Linked DNA regions of Mus musculus: region 1 is linked to region 2. A link is a contact called in public Micro-C data. All regions are on one chromosome and are shown on one strand. The core of a region is the stretch at or near the end of the contact, and the rest is flanking DNA. Distances in the headings are between cores, read along the strand shown. Region 1 holds the start of Dhx40 (DEAH (Asp-Glu-Ala-His) box polypeptide 40). Region 2 holds the start of Brip1os (BRCA1 interacting protein C-terminal helicase 1, opposite strand).

The links. Hi-C and Micro-C count contacts between places; a contact is called where the count stands out from the background.
Region 1: a Micro-C map of embryonic stem cells shows a contact between it and region 2, with 6 times the contacts expected there. The contact joins the promoter of Dhx40 here to the promoter of Brip1os in region 2. A contact is called at or near these places in 1 of 39 promoter capture datasets (pre-B cells), 2 of 484 Hi-C or Micro-C datasets (embryonic stem cells and stem cell-derived motor neurons) and 1 of 115 datasets of contacts at active chromatin or transcription factors (astrocytes).

Annotation. Positions count from the first base shown.
Region 1 is chr11:86,805,387-86,809,488 of GRCm38.p6, reverse strand. Dhx40 (DEAH (Asp-Glu-Ala-His) box polypeptide 40) reads left to right here and starts at 1,829. Exons shown (of 18, transcript NM_026191.2): 1 at 1,829-2,051; 2 at 2,862-3,029. The coding sequence starts at 1,940.
Region 2 is chr11:86,198,168-86,202,638 of GRCm38.p6, reverse strand. Brip1os (BRCA1 interacting protein C-terminal helicase 1, opposite strand) reads right to left here and starts at 1,279. Exons shown (of 7, transcript NR_130959.1): 1 at 1,087-1,279. Brip1 (BRCA1 interacting protein C-terminal helicase 1) reads left to right here and starts at 1,446. Exons shown (of 20, transcript NM_178309.2): 1 at 1,446-1,530; 2 at 3,645-3,767. The coding sequence starts at 3,675.

The sequences.
Region 1 (4,102 bases), core at 580-3,079, 610 kb before region 2:
CTTCTGGGAGCTCAAAGCTAACCTGATCTACTTAATGAGTTTCAGGCCATCTAGGGCTATATAGTGATATATAGTGAGACTTTGTCCAAAACTGTATATATCAAATACTTAATCATTTAAATACAAATTGCTTAGTAAATGGTCACAATTCCTGATTTGAAATGATTCTGCTTATTTTCTTAGAAAGTGACTTTGTGAAATAGCTGGTCTGTTGCTCAGTTACAGAGGTCACCAATATCTTCATGGTCTGACTACAATTGTATATTTTGATCTCTTCTGACATAATAGTTTGAATTACTAATAGAAATCGAAAGGTTCAGAGATGGTTTTAATGTTTTGGAGAAATCTAAAATGTTCTCCTGTCACTAGGGCTATTGCCTCAGCCGTTAGAAAGTTACACCTGACTTGCTATCATTCAAATTCTGATAAACTTGCATTAAAGGAGTTGTTGATCAGTTACGTTGAAAAGGAGTTGATACATGTACGTTTTAAAGCAAAGTCTTGGATTCTTGTAACATCTTACATCTTTTCTAGTTTGGTCTTGGGTTGATAAGTGAATGGTAGTTTTATGTTGCCTTCCTATAAACCATGATTAATTTTAACAGCAGGAACTACTGAAAAGTGCAAGAAGCAAATGGACAAGGTCACATATATCTGTAATTTAGCACTTGGGTAGCTGAGGCTGGAAGATCATGAGTTCTAGGGTATCCTGGGCTACATAGTGATTTAAGTGTAAGAAGCAGGTTTCTTCACATTTTTTCATAATTAACTCAACTCAGAAAATCAGCTGGCATTATCACTGAAGGACTAGTCCAAGAACCCCCCTCCTTCCCTCCCTCCCTTTTCCCCTCTTCCCCCCCTCCCTCCTTCCTTCTCTTTTCCTCTCCCTTCTTTCTCCCTCTCCCCTTTATTCACCTCCTCTTCTGAGACAGAGTCTCATTCTCAGAATTATCCTGGTGGTAACCCGGAACTCACAGCAACTCTTTTGCCTCTGCCTCGCAAGTGTTAGGACCACACTCAGCTTTGATAAAGTACTGGGTATTGAATCCCAGGGTCTCTCATATCGTAGATAAGTATTCTACCACTGAACTGTACACCAAGTCCCCAACATACCTTTAAAAATAAGTAAACCACACCACCTCAGATAATGTGTATCTGTAGAATTTTCAGCAGTTGTGTTTTCTAAGGAACGTACTTCCACTAAAAGTCAACTTATTTTAAAACAGATGTTAACCCTGTCTCGAAAAAAACAAAAAAAATCAACCAACAACCCAGATGTTATTCATTCATCTATCCTCAACAAACCCTATTGTCCACCTCAAATCACTGCTCCCTGCTGGGTGTACAATATATAGTGTTCCGGAAGTCTGGATCATGTGTGTCTTCCCAGCTTCTTGGAGGGTATGGAAAATATGCAAATAAATGTAAATGAAGGGTTCCATGAAGGAAGTGAAACAGCATGGGAATCTAAGTTTTGAAAACTACAGAACTACAAGTTGGACCGCACTATGTGTCTTGATAGGACGATAGGGAAGTGAGTTGCCCAAGGTCACACTGTAGGATGGCTTCGGCTCCTGGGAAAGGGTCATTCAACTGGTATCTGGAGATAGGCAAGACTTGTGGGGATGCTGTGGTGACTAAGGGCCACACTGGACAAACTGTGACCTGGCCCTCAGGTGTTCAGGTGTGACTTCGCGGGTGGCGGAGGCACGTGGCGATGGGCGGGACTCCTTGGGGGTGGTGCCTCGGGGCCCCCAGGAGCGCGGGCCCGTGCGCGTCCAAGCAGAGGCCGCCACGTCATCGAGCCGCTCCCCCACCCCTCTCAGCCAGTCGCACGCGCGGAAGTAAACACCCCTACGTCATCAGGGCGCGTCCTCGCCTTTCCCCTCCCATCTCCTCGGCTCCGTGGACGTGTTCGCTTCTTCTCCGGACCGGGTCTATGTCCCGGTTTCCCGCCGTCGCGGGCAGGGCGCCAAGGCGGCAGGAGGAAGGCGAGCGGCCAATAGAGCTCCAGGAAGAGCGGCCGTCAGCTGTTCGCATCGCTGACAGAGGTACGGTCCGCGGGACGCTGTGGCACCCGGAGGGAGTTATTTGCGGGGCGAAAAGTACATCTGTGGGCGGCAGAGGAGGTGGGAAGGGAGCTTAGACGTTCTTTTGGTCTTTTAAGCCAGACGACGAACTTTGCGTCCAGTGAGCACTTTGGCTTAGAAGGGGGCGGTCCCAAACCCAAGTTGGGTGAGAACCTCTCTGGGGGGCAAGAAAGTGGACCCGAACGCCCAAATGCCTTCTGCTGTTCTACAGCCTCATAAAGCCTTTGTTCTCTACCCGTTCATCCCCCTCCCCTTCGTCGGGCCGCCAGCCTGCCTTTGGGTACGGTATGAAGGGAGCCCGTTTCCAGGAGCCAGTTTCCATGGTTACCCACCACTTGGCCTTCTGGGATATCAGTCACTCTGAACAGGGACCTAACTTGAACTGTGAATCAGAAGCAAATACAGGTGGCTTCTTCTTCTTCTCAGAGTTGTTCTGCTGTGCTCAGGTTGTTGATCTATTGTTTAATAAAATTGAGTTTAGTTTTTCCAGGTAGGTATGCATACATACACGTTGTCTTGTGCTTGACTGACTTTGTCAAGTACGGCGAGTTACACATCAACAATGTTGAAGTTGTTTGATTTTACCAAAAAAAGTTATTCTGAGTTTATAAACTTTCACGTGTGATTTGTACATGGTTGACGTAACTGAAAAGTCATAGATTGATCTTTCCCGTTGTGCGATTCCTGTGCATTCTTCTTTCAGGTCTGAGCCATTGTCAGAGAGCTCTTCTCAGGTGTTTTCATTGCACAATTGTTTTTGTGTTGTTACAGAAGAGAAAGGATGCACATCACAGGAGGGAGGAACAACTCCAACGTTTCCTATTCAGAAACAAAGAAAAAAGCTCATTCAAGCTGTGAGGGACAACTCGTTCCTCATCGTTACTGGAAATACAGGAAGTGGTAAAACAACTCAACTCCCTAAATACCTTTATGAAGCAGGTAATTTTATTCTTGGATAAAGCTGGAAGCACTAAAGAGAGAAATTCTTTAAATTTTAATGAAAGTACTGTAGTGTGCAAATGCCCATTGCTGCGTTGCTTTGTCAGATCCTTAGCCTCCCTATGTCTCCTTGGCTTTCTGGATTTATTTCAGGCTCCGGAATTGTTGGGGTGACATATTAAACTACAATGATAATAATAATAATAATAGAAGAAGAAGAAGAAGGCTGATTGTGGTGGTGCACACTTTTAATCCCAGCACTTGGTAGGCAGAGTCAGGAGCATCTCTGAGTTGTAAGGCTAGCATGGTTTACATATTAAGTTCCAGGCCAGCTATGGTTATATGATAAGAAGGAAAAATAAAAGGATGTTAATTTTCTCTTTTAGGATAAGGTTATCTCATTAGCCAGTGAGAACTGAAACAATTGTGAATTGGAAAGGATAGTTGACCTCTGTTGGGGACATATTTTTGTTGGGGGGGTGTTGGTTTTTTTTTTTTTTTTTTTTTTGAGACAGGGTTTCTCAGTGTAGCCCTAGAACTCACTCTGTAGACCAGGCTGGCCTGGAACTCAGAGATGCACCTGCCTCTGCCTCTTGAGTGCTGGGATTAAAGGTGTGTGCCACCACTACTTTGCTGTTGCTGACAATTTATTCTTCCTCTAGACCGTTATCAGACAAATATTCTCAGATTCTACCAGAATTGAGCAAACAAATTACCAATAAAGTGTCTCATCAGTGTGGCAACATTCTCTTTCATAATTTTGGAAAAGAGAAAATTATATATTACTCATATTAAAATAAAAGTTAATTTGGGGGGTACTAGAGAGATGGCTCAGCAGATGTAAACTCTTGCTGCTGCTTCAGAAGACCAGATTTTTGTTCCCAGCACCTATATTGGCGGTTCACAACCACCTATAACTCTAGTTTGGGGGATTCCGATACCCTCCTCTGGACTCCTAGGGACCTGAATGTGCACATTCAAAGACAGAGATATATATACACTATACATAAATAAAAACATATCCTTTGAATTTTTAAGTCTTTTTCTTTTTTTCCAAGACAAGGTTTCTCTGT
Region 2 (4,471 bases), core at 30-2,529:
GTTATATAAGTCATTGGAGGAAAACGGCCAATACTGAAAGGCTGATGACCTTGTTCATCCGGGGACCATAGGCCGGGAGGGGCAGAATATGGGCACCCTCAGGAGTTGCCTCCACTGTCTCTGAGTCTCCTGAGCAGGTCCCTCTGACCTGGGGAGGGAGGAGGATGGCGAGTCCCCCTGATTCTCCAGGCGGAATGGGCGGGGCCAAAGGCCCTGCAGCTTGAGCTGCATGAGGAGAGAGAGAGAGAGAGAGAGAGAGAGAGAGAGAGAGAGAGAGAGAGAGAGAGAGGATAAAGGGGAGGGAGATAAAGAAGAAGATCAGTATCCGTGGTGGGGAGAACATCTTTCTTGGGCCTATCCTGAAGGGCGAAGATTGGCACAGCCATTGGTCCTGAAGAGGAACCGGGCGAACACAAGGAGGGGGATCGGTGACTAAATCTTCCCACACTATGATATATGGGACCTGATTAGGGTGGCTCTTCGAGCCAGCACCAAAAATGCACCTCTTGACGGACAATATAAGAGGCAGTGAGAAAGAACCCTCAGGAGGCCATCCAATCTGAAAGGTGGGCCACTCTGACGAGCAAAAAGTAAACCATTTATTTTTCTTCACATTTACTGAGAGATTGTGAGCTCTAGTCTTAACCTCCCTCCAATGTTCTAGAGTAAAACTCGGAGGGGTGGAAGGTCAGTGTCCCATTCTGTCCAAAAATAACGTCAGTCCCAGTCCACACACAAAAAGAAAAACAGAAAGTAAAATACCAACGCGCCCCTGCCACGAGCGCCACAGAAGATACACTGAATAACTTGGTAGTGGTCTCTTTGCCACTGACCCCCAGATGAAGTCGAGCCCTCCCGGATCTCGCGGATCGGATCCGACTTCCCACTCTGAGAGTCTGGAGCGTCCTCCAGGACTCTTCGTTACCGCAGCGTTAAGGTCGCTTCTGGCAACCCCCGGCAGACAACTCCTTTGCAAACCGAAACCAAACTGACTTGCAGCCGACTCAAAATAGAGGGAACAGACGGAATAGACGCGCGGAATAGACGCACGCCAAGGGCGGACACAAAGAGACACAGCCGCGGTACCTGCTCGAACAATCCTCCGGTCTCCTGTCACTGGACCCGCCAGCAGGACGATTCCCGGTCAATGCACCAAATGTAAGACCCGTCTAACGCCCATTTTGTGCTTCTTAAAGTCTCACAGTACAAGAATTTTTTTTTTTCCTTCAAGCAAATGTGCGGAACTTGTCCCAGTCTTTTTCGCGGGGTGGGGTTTGGGGGAGGGGCGGTGCTCGTCTTCCGGTCCCGCCAAGTACTCGAGGGTTGATTTTACTTCGCGGGCTCCCATTGGGCGGTATAGCGTTGGCCTCGTACGATGATTGGCTGTTTCCTTTTCCGGTCTGGCTGTGTGATTGGCTGACTGGGAACCGAGGGGCGGGAGGCGCGAATTCATCTGTGTGGCGCTGCGGAGTGCAGCCTGGAGAGGGAGGAGTGGCTGTACCTTGGTACCTGGCAGCGTCGGAACAGCCGGTGAGGGAGGACTTTCGTACTCGCGAGCTTTCCTTGTAGGTCGGCTCCGCGTTGCCTTCTGTCAAACGTCAGCCGTTCCTTTTCTCTGGGAGCGGGAGCCAGCCGTGGGCAAATGGAAAGGAGGGCGCGGGGAGGGGACGGGCTCCTGCAGGCTGGCGCCGGCGGGCTCTCGGGCTCTATGGTGTGGCTCCCCGTGGACATGTGAGAACTAGGAGCTTGGGGAAGGAAAGCTGAGGGCCAGGGAGCCTGTCCTTACATTCTGTGAACGCAGGCTGGAGGTAGCCCCAGCTTCCGCGGTACTTCTGGAAGGGCTACAGATTTGTTAACCCGCCCCCCCCCCCCCCTTCTCTTAAAGAGACAGGGTCTCACCCTCCAGCTCTGGCTGGGCTGGAACTCGGAGTGCAGACCTGGCTGCCCTCGATCGATCGTACAGAGATCCACCAGAGATTGTTGGGGGCCAGAAGAATTGCGCCACCACATCCGGAAGTGTGATTGTCTGATGAGTTTTGAGAGGAATGTTGCCACAGCTTCAGGCATAGATTGCCATCTCGATTAATTTTAGTAACACAATATTGAGTTTTTGCTTCAGAATAAGCTGTTAGAGTCCATTAAACCTCAGAGGTTTACAGATAAAAATCAGTGATTGGATACTTTTTCTAACAATATCTTTTATTTATTCTTTGATAGTTTATGCATATATACAAAGTATCTTGACCTATCCCCAGTACATCCTTCACACTGCTTCGGGACCCCTTCACACGCCCCTCCCACCCAATGAGTCCAATTAGTACTGCCTGATGGGATGTTGACAGGTCTCCTTGGCTTGATTTTATGCAGGTCTTGTCTGACAGAACAATATTTAGAAATGAAAAATAACTTAAGAGTGGTGGGTTTTTTGGAGCACAGAAGCTGTGGTTAAAGTTATTGACTTCATGACCTGTTGTACCTTCTGTCTTAACCATCTCCATTCACAGACTGAGTTTACCAGATTTTCTCACCACTGTCGAAATTCTTCAGTCAATAAAAGTGTCTGGGAGGTTAGGTGATGCAAACAGTGGGATTTAAATCTATTTTGTTTCAATTATAATCTCCTGATTTCAGAATTACTGAGCTGACTCAGCAGGTAAAGGACTCAACCGAGCTAGCAGTGTTTAATTCCTGAGACCCACATGGTGAGAGGAGGGAACCTATTCTGTCTCCAGAACACTGTCTTCTCACTTCCACACACGTGTCATGCCATGCGGGTTCTCCTCCCCCAGTAAACTAAAAGATGATTTAAAAAAAATTAAGTGAATTTCTGTGGAAAGATACTTTCTCCCTTACAACAATTTTTAAAGTTAGATATTATTGCAGAAAAGAATTTTAGACTTACAGGTGAAAAATGTTAAGTCATAGATACAACCTGTGCTTCCTGCCCATTCATCTGCCTTTTCCTTCTAACTGGGAGAGTGTGAAAAGGGCAAACAGGAATGTACAGAATAAGAGGAAACAGTGAGGCTATGGAATAGCAGAGCTGCTTCAGAAATCTGTTGTATCTATAAGTTGAATATATGTAATCAAACTTGTTATAGGAGCTTGTGTTTCATCTGCCATGTACAGTATGTTTTTACATTATTTAACTTTTACAGCAGTCTTATAAGGCTTGTTTCTGTTAGGACTCCTATTCTGTACCTGAGGACATGGAGTTCTAGAAAAGTGACTTGCCTTACATCATAACTAATACATCATGGAGTGCCAGTCTAGACTGGTCAGACTCTAGTACGTATGTGCTCTTGACCCTGAGATTTATTTATAAGGATAAGATTTTTTTTTATTTCTATTACTTTTATATATGTGCTTATTAATTCCAGTTTTTATTATCAGACTTCAGCTCTATTGCTAGGTGTCTGGTTTTCTTTGAATGACATTATTTCGATATGTAAACTGTAATCCTTTTTATATTTGTGAGTGTATGTGTGGATGGCTATGCCAGGTAAATGCAGGTTATTGCAGAAGCCAGATAAGGTTGTGGGAGTCCTTGGAGCTGGAGTTACAGGCATTTGTAAGGTGCCTGATGTGGGCTCTGGGAATCCATCTCGCCAACCCTTCTACTGATTTTATTGTTTCTGTTGTAGTGAAGCACCTAAAGTAGAGAAGAAGGCAGAATGTCCTCAGTGTTGTCTGACTACACCATCGGTGGGGTGAAGATCCACTTTCCCTGTAGAGCGTATCCAGCACAGCTTGCGATGATGAATTCTGTAAGTCTTTTACAGCAGCTGAGTCTTTACCAAGAGGCTGTGGCTTGTGATTCCAAGTATACATTGAATTTGTGACTATTCACAGGTATAAAATGATGGCTAGGATTTGTTGGATTCATCTGGAAGAGCACCTAAGTTCTAGGAAAGTGATATGATAACTCTTAAGCTGTGTATGTTTAGGTTAGGATGTAGCAAGAACATCTGAAAAACAGTTTCAGCTCCTTTAGAATTTTGATTTTTATTCTTCATTTCTACTACCTTTATATTTCTATTCAAAGTCATTATAACCCCTTCTACTAGCAGTATCTCTCATCGAGTTTTTCTCATAGATATTTATAGGTATTAGTATTGCAGGCTTTTGTTTGTTTGCTTATCTGTGTTTTTAGATTATTTCTATGTGTATGAGTGTTTTGCCTGCATGTGTATCTGTGCAACTTATGTGTGCCTGAGGCCTGACGGGCCTAGAATAGGGCATCAGATCTCCTGGAACTGGAGTTACAGGTGGTTGTAAGCTACCACGTGGTGCTGGGAATTGAACCTGGGTCTTCTTCATGAGTAACAGCTGCTCTTAAGTGCTAAACCACCTCTCTAGCACTTATCATAGTTCCTTAGAAACTACTTGTGCTTGTATAATTAAATATAAGTTGCTTTTTAAAATTCTCATGCTTGACATGTTTATAAAACCAGCAGACTGTTCAGAAGAA